Linked DNA regions of Gossypium arboreum: region 1 is linked to region 2. Evidence: chromatin contacts called from public Hi-C data. All regions are on one chromosome and are shown on one strand. The core of a region is the stretch at or near the end of the contact, and the rest is flanking DNA. Distances in the headings are between cores, read along the strand shown.

Region 1 (3,944 bases), core at 1,342-3,841, 590 kb before region 2:
ATAAGGTTATGATATACATGTGTGCATATATCTTCGTACAATCCAATTGATCCTTCACAAAGCCAAATATCATGCGTATACATTCTTCTTACAACCCGCTCGAACCTCCGTAAAATCAATTAACGTGTGGCATAGAGTGCACAACATGACATTTCATCTTTCATCTGCCATTACATCCCTCCATACTTCACATACAATTCATTTTCATGATTGACATATAGCAAGCATTCAACTAAACATATTGTGAATAATACAACACAGATCATACTAAACATATCATCTATCGGACCATATTAATGATAACCCCTTCAGTAATTACTTTACCAGTAACAGTTCATCAAAACAACAACTTATATATTCAACCAGGCATGCATCTGTAAATCAACACATTGTATGCTTCAATAGTAAAAAAAACATTTCACAATAATTCATCTCCTCATCATTAGTAGAACATGAAATCAAACATGCCACAACAACACAGTACTGATATACATAAACAAGCACTGAGGATTTTGAGTTCAGAAACTCATCAACAAAATACCTAAAAGTTGATAGTGACTACATCTGCTTTATTTTGCGCTTATCGCTTGAGCCTCCTCTTTCTTAGTTACCTAAGCATAACCATATCAAAATCAAAACAAAGGCATGCGCATGTAAGAAAACCATGATTCATTTGCATGTAGAGAAACTTTAAAGGCTAACTATGACCTTAATTATCATAGTACAAATTTAATGAATTAATTGAAACCCTTAATTTTCTCCACCTTTTCCTCAATCAAAGGATATAGAAAAGTTAAAAAGATTACTATTTTACTAAATTCTCAATTTCATAAGCTAATACGTTAATTTCTCCCCCATGGAGATTACTCATTAACTTGTCTCTCTTACCAAATAACTAGAGAAGAAGATAAAAGAAAGATAATGAATACAAAAATTAGAGTGCTTTAAGGATAATGGCATTCATCTCTTATATAACCTTCCTACATTCATTCACCAAAACCAATTCGTTAGCTCCAAAATTAATGTTCCTCGTCATAATGTTTCCAACTAAAAAATTACCAATTCTAATGTAACGAGACTAATAGTTGACGTCTAAGCAATTTCCAATTCAGTTAACAATATTCACATAATTACACTAAGGTCCTCTTAAATAGAAAGTTTTATAGTTAGATACCCAGAATTACTATTGTACTTACCATTTAACGTTCCCAAGTGTGACACTTGGAGATAAAAATAATGAAAATGAAGAGATCTTAGTAAGTTATGTCAATAAAAAATTTGGAACTGAAATGAATAGTTGCTGACAATAGTTTTGCAATGTTGAAAGAATGAAAGGAAATGTGGATCTTAAATAAATTTGTCGAGAAATATAGACATGGAATAGATTGACTAAAATAGAAATACACAATTGAAGTAAAATTAAATTGAGGAAGTTTTTGGACTAGCAGTCCATACATCTAAACTATAAAACTAATGGGATATAAATGAGTAAGTTTTGTGAAAATGAAATAAAAAAAAATTAAGTTTTTTGTTCAGTCTTGGTATTGATTATGAAAATATTTTCTTTTGTGTTGAATGCAATAACCTTTAAATATCTTATTAGTATGGTGGTTAATGAAAGATTTGATATGCGACTTATGATTGTTGTTATAAATTTTAGATGAATCACTATATAGTAAAGTTTATATTAAAATTCTTAAAAGATTTAGAATACTATAAATATATATAATTTTTGGAAAATTATTTAATATGTTTGTGTAATATTTATATGGTTTAAAATGATTTAAACCTATGTGTTTTATAGAAGGATCATAATGAAAGTTTGCTATGATTATTTCTCAGTCATGACTTTTAGAAGAATGATAATATAAACATTTATTAAATCTCTTCAAATGATCGTTTGCAAAGTTAATATATTCAATATTGAAAGATGTAGAATATGAGATATTATATGATGTTGTCATGAGAGAGGTAAATATATGCTGTACTGTCTTTCATTTAATTGAGGTTTTGTCAGTTTTCTTGGTAAGACTTTTAATGAGGTAGCAAGTTATCCATATTATAAATATGTGTATTCTTTTTCCTTTATTAAGAATTTTTCCAACATGATTTTTATCTTAATAAAATTGTAATAAGGCATGTTATCTATAAATGAACATTTAATGGGGAGTGTTATAAATATTTTATTATTATAAAGTGTATGTCTTTTAGGATAAGAAGCTTGATGTACTTAGGACTTTAATATCCATTAGGAGCATAATTTGATTTCATTTACTTCTTATATTTATAAATATAGACTTTAGAGAAGTATTATAAATATTCCTATTGGTGACTAAATACACATTTCTTTTTTTTATTCTTTATCATTTTATTTTATAACATTCTTTTATTTCTTTTAGATTTTAGAATATTAAATTCAAATTTAACATAGTATTATGATCCATAAATAAAAATAAGAATAGTTGGTAAATTTCACAATATAAATAGAAATTTATTAAACATATTGATTAATTTACATTTATTTTGAAATAATGTCTTATTATTCAACTAAGATCTAAATAAAACTTTAATCAAATTTAAAAAAACCCAGACTAAAGCCCATAAACCCTTAGCCCATGCATGCAGCTGTGCCCTAGTTTCTTTTCTTTCCAGCGGCGGGTTTTTATTTCCTCTTTTTCCACCCTCTCGAACGTTTTCTTCTTTTCCAGTGCTTTTCTTCGGATCGGCCACATATCCTGTGTCCTTACCGGCGTCGACAAGGGTGTGGCCTTCGTTCAGGCGAGTCCGAGCAACAGATTCTAATATTTTAGTTTGTAATTTGCCCTTATTTCCTTGATTAATGGCATTTTATATCATCGTTTTCTGAAAATCTTTCTGATTTTGAAATTTCAGATGGTGTAAGAGCTGTTGTAATTGTATCACTTGAGAGGAACTGTTGCCTGACTTGATTTTGTAAATCTTAGTCTCCCCTCATAGCATGGACAACACCAGCAATGATGATTTCACCTTTTGTAAGGCAAGTTAAATTCTATAATTTTCATGACCTTAAAGTACACCTTTTCATTTGGTGTATTGGCGTAATGTATCAAGAATAAGATGTGTTATTCTTTTTTACTCCCGATATAAACTTGAGTGCCGGATATTTTCATTTTATTGTAAGAATAGTTAAATATATGGTTTCTGGTTTAGGTTGGGTTACCGACTGATCAAAATGGTTTGGAGGAAAAGAATCTTGCAGCTGATATTGGTGGTATTGCCATTAAAGACGAAACCTCAAACTGCAGCGATAATAGCAAGAATGGTGGTTTTCCCTGGAAAGATAAACATCCAAATAATGCCACATTTGTAGATCAGGCTACTGTTGGTTCTTTGACTTTCAATGTTATTGATGCTTCATGTTTGAAATCATCAGGTATTGCCATTAAAGACAATCCTCAAACTGCAGCGATAGTAGTAAGAATGGTGGTTTTCCCTGGAAAGATAAACATACAAATAATGTTACCTTTGTACATCAGGCTACCGTTGGTTCTTTGACTTTCAATGTTATTGATGCTTCATGTTTGAAATCATCAGGTGAATCATCAAGACAAGTAGCATATGTAGATGCGGGTGCTTCAGCAGTGAAGTCAGAAAAACCACGAAGTTCTACCAGAAAGTCTGCACCTCGGACCAAGGTTCCTTTTGAGAAGGGATATAGTCAAATGGACTGGCTTAAGCTTAGTCAAACTCATCCTGACCTTGCAGGTATGATGCGAAACAGTTCCTAAGACGTTCCCCTCTCATTTAACTCTTCAAAATGTAATGCCAACTGCATGTTTCTTCTATATTTCACCAAAAATTGTGTTTTAGGATTGAAAGGGCAGTCAAATAGGAGGCTTGTTTCAATGAGTGAAGTTAAGCAAAATCAAAAAGAAGGTTCCATGTGGACTGTTCTGAAAGGACGT
Region 2 (3,918 bases), core at 613-3,112:
AACAAACGCACAAATGCCTGGTGAAAGGCCATAAAGAAAACAGGAATTGAATATCATACAAAGTGAGCATACTGCAACAATTATTGTTTGCAAATTATAGCAGACAGGAAAACACTATAATGAAACCCATATAGGTCAGGAAGAATCCTTTAGAGCAAAAACAATGACAAAATCAAAGGGGAAAAGAAGTCTGAAAAACAGGAAAAACAATAATAAAAATACAACCATCAGTGGAAGGTGTTCCATATTTGTCTATAATGACAAGAAGACCAGATGGCTCATAGGTCAAAAGTAATTAGAGCACAATATTTAAGACATGATTTGGTTAAACACAAACAGAAAGAAAACATAAAACAACTAAAGCACCCGAAAAACGTAATCCACAATATCCCACGCTATTTCATTGCACAATATGGATTGCTATCATACACTTTGACAACTCTTCTACACTATGCCTCAATCATCCTATGCTTTTACATGCCAATAATAAAAATCTAGATTTCCTGCATCAGTTGCAGAAATAGGAGTAGCTACTTGTGGCCCATTCGTAAGTGAAACTATCAAGCATTCTGACCACCTTATGTTTCGCATTTCACTGGACCATCAGACACTTATGTTCATCAAGAATAAACAAGGTAGTCTTACACAGTCTCAATTTCACACAGTCTCAGTTTCACAACCCTAAAATTTTGTCAATCTATTTTCCAGTTTCCATACCTAAAAAGTTCTTTGTAAGATCTGAAAATTTAGCTTGCCCACATATCTCATTAATGGCTTTGACCCGTGTCTCTGCAGGTACTGACAAGTCCTTAGTGAATTGAGAAAACAATTGACTGTTTTTTGATGCCTGAACAAGGTCAAGAAGTTCAGACTCAACCTTGTCCAGAGCATTTCCTTTTACGGCTGCAAGGTACAGTGCAGATGCATAGTTTCCAGATCCACCAAACAAAGCCAAAGGCACCTAAAATGCCAATAAGAACCAAAAGAAGAGTTAGAACCCATTTAAATTTAACTTTTGCACCTTGAGCCTTTTTACAACCCAAGGAAAGACCTAAAGATCAGCAACCGACCTTTTTCTCACAAAAAGGTCTCTAATTATCAGAATCCATTTTAGAAGCCAAGGAAAGGTAAATGGGGCAATGAACTTGTTCAAAAGCATGCGCCTCGACTAGCCAAAATATGTATAACAAAACTATCATGAATTCGTAGAAAAAAAAAAGAAACTACCAAGGCACCTTAACATTCTCGTCCTTCTTCAGAGAAGTAGAATATTTCCTCGACAGCTGTAAGAAACACAATGGGAGAAATCAACCAGAGAGTAAACAGTTTAAAATTCAGCTCAATTTAAAATTCAGCTCGACAATTACACTGCCGTGAAATGCATGGAAAAAGGAACAGATGATAAGATTATAAAAATATGCGCCATTCCGCCTAAGCATTCAATCTGGCTATCCTCTTCTTCTCTCACAACGAAATCATAATAGTAGCAGAATAGCAAAGGCAAAGAAAATAAATATACAGAAACGAAAATATAACCTAAATCAGATTCGGATCACCTCACATAGGAAAAAAGAAGGTGCGACTGAACTAGGATAAAATATATAATAGAAAATAGAGAATGGAATCGATGAGAGATGACAATTACCTCGGGGCAAAGTAGAGTTCGGTGAAGAGTAGCTCTGGGAGTGTGAGAAGGCAGGGAATCGGATCTCAAAAGCCTGTGAAAGATAGGGAGAGTGGATCTGACGCGCGCTGCCATCGCCATTTCTAAACACAACCCTAATTCTTACGTTGATTCTGGAGATCGCTTTCTTTGGCGTGGGAAGTGAGGGAGAGTGTATTTGAGCCTGAGGGTGAGATGTACTGGACTTGGAATTGGGCTGGGCTTCAGTACTTGTGTCATCTTAACTTGACGGCCGAACGAAAAGGCTCAACAGTTCCGTGGTAAACTATTATCTCCTCGACATTGCGAGTTAAACGGAATCAATCAGCTGAGAAAAATATTAAATTTAATTTATTTAAAATAATTAATTCTATTGTAAAGATAATTATATATTTCAATAATTTAATAATTAAATTACAAAATAGATACATGGTAAAGATTTATATATTTTTCAGATATTGGTGTTAACTTTATTTATTATATATATATTTATTTTATAAAATATGAGTGTTGCAAAACTTAGTTTAAATAGATTTAATAATTAAGTAATCGTACCAAATTTAAAATGATTAGTGATGACTCCTAATTAGAATGATATTTAGTGTTTAGCATATCAAATTCTCGTATATTTATTTCATGACCGAATGCATTGTATAAAATTATTTTATATCTCTATAATACATTTAAATTATTGATTGAGTTAGTATCATAAATCAATTAAGATAACTAAAATATTTTTAAAAATTAACAAATATAATTTATAATGGTGTCTTTGTTTCTTTTATATTTTAATATAAATCTATAAAAATCAATTTAAATCTTGAATAAATCTAAAAAAATTTATATGTCATGCAACTTGAATCCACAAACACTATAATATTCAAAACCTTAATTTCATCATTTAGCAAAAACTTTCTTTATTTTTATCTATTTTTTATAATATGTTTTCTTTTCTTAATTTTCACCTAATATCCCTGAAGTCAACATCTATACTATCTAAAGTATCACTTTCAAAAGAAAAACCTAAATTGTCTAATATATCGCCTACTTATACTAAAGACCATTACTATTTACTACGATGGTTATACAAAGTATGACTTTTTCATACCTTTTTCGTTGCCAAAATCATACTTTTTCCGATGAACGGTGCATTTACTTATTATTAATATAAAAATAATGATAACAATTAAATTAAAAAATATAACAATACTGTAACATAAAAAAAAAGGAAAAAAAAAAGAAGAAAAAGCAAGCGAACCTAGTGTAAGATGGGCTATGTCTTGGTCTTTTGGACTCTCCATCCTCCAACTGAAGTTCGATCTAGTTAGTCTTAGACAGACAGGCCTTCTACCTTATAATCTCATGGGATGGGCTGCGTGGCTATATGGAAATGGATAAATATTATATCTCTGCTTTCTTGGCCAGTAGATGTGGAATCTCAATAAGTCTTAAGCCACCGCATAATTGAGAACCCATACTAAACGGAAACAAACAGGGAGGGCAAAAGGTGAAAGTTATGGTTTTGGCATACAGCATCTCTCAAACCCTCATCTACAACTGCAACTATCAGTTCAAGGCTGATAAAGGTTGAGAAGGATGAACGCGAAAGCAGATCGTAAAGTTTGTCAAAGTCGCGGATTTGACTTAGGGCTCTAGATGTTCGGAAAGAAACTTGGATTTTTTTTTGACACAACCTGAAACGAAATTAAATCCAAGTTAGATAAAATAATTAAAACAAATAATAAATCAAGGATTCAGGAAGTGAATAAAGAAGATAAATGGAAAGATAGAACGTGGCGTGTAGAAGTCCTAAGAAGCCTTGGAAACACGAAGAATCCACAACCCCTTCAAGCGGCTCTAATTTCCTCCAAGATAAAAACCTTGGCAAGAAAAAGTTTGAAGATGATCCCACAATCTAAAAAGATTGTTAAAACTCTTCTAAAAGAAACTCAAGAGAAATTCTTGAAAAGAAAAAACTCAAAGAGAATTTATTAACTCAAAAGAGAAATAGAATAATAATCAATTGTTCCTCAGATACAATGCAAAGGCCTATATATAGGCTAGATAAATAAATCTAAATAAAACTCCTAAGTATACTAGAACTCTAATTTAATCTAAACAAGAAGTAGTTTTAAACTAAACTTTCTTGTTAACATAAAATTCTAAATAACTTAAAATACTTAATAATTATCAAAATTCGGAATAAAATAATAATAAAATAATAAGAGCTAATAAACAAAATATTGTGCTTATAT

Evidence for each region. A called contact is a pair of places that touch in the nucleus more often than the background predicts.
Region 1: a Hi-C map of leaf shows a contact between it and region 2, with 1.9 times the contacts expected there. The contact joins the promoter of LOC108479813 here to the promoter of LOC108479732 in region 2. A contact is called at or near these places in 2 of 5 Hi-C or Micro-C datasets (both in leaf).

The regions. Positions count from the first base shown.
Region 1 is chr12:85,470,735-85,474,678 of ASM2569848v2, reverse strand. LOC108479813 (cytochrome b5 domain-containing protein RLF) reads left to right here and starts at 2,591. Exons shown (of 7, transcript XM_053023437.1): 1 at 2,591-2,778; 2 at 2,893-3,016; 3 at 3,190-3,412; 4 at 3,574-3,744; 5 at 3,850-3,944. The coding sequence starts at 2,978.
Region 2 is chr12:84,883,538-84,887,455 of ASM2569848v2, reverse strand. It overlaps LOC108479732 (ATP synthase subunit O, mitochondrial), which reads right to left and starts at 1,862. Exons shown (of 6, transcript XM_017782492.2): 1 at 1,646-1,862; 2 at 1,236-1,283; 3 at 718-961. The coding sequence starts at 1,765. LOC108477520 reads left to right here and starts at 2,932. Exons shown (of 4, transcript XM_053022930.1): 1 at 2,932-2,986; 2 at 3,197-3,278. The coding sequence starts at 2,932.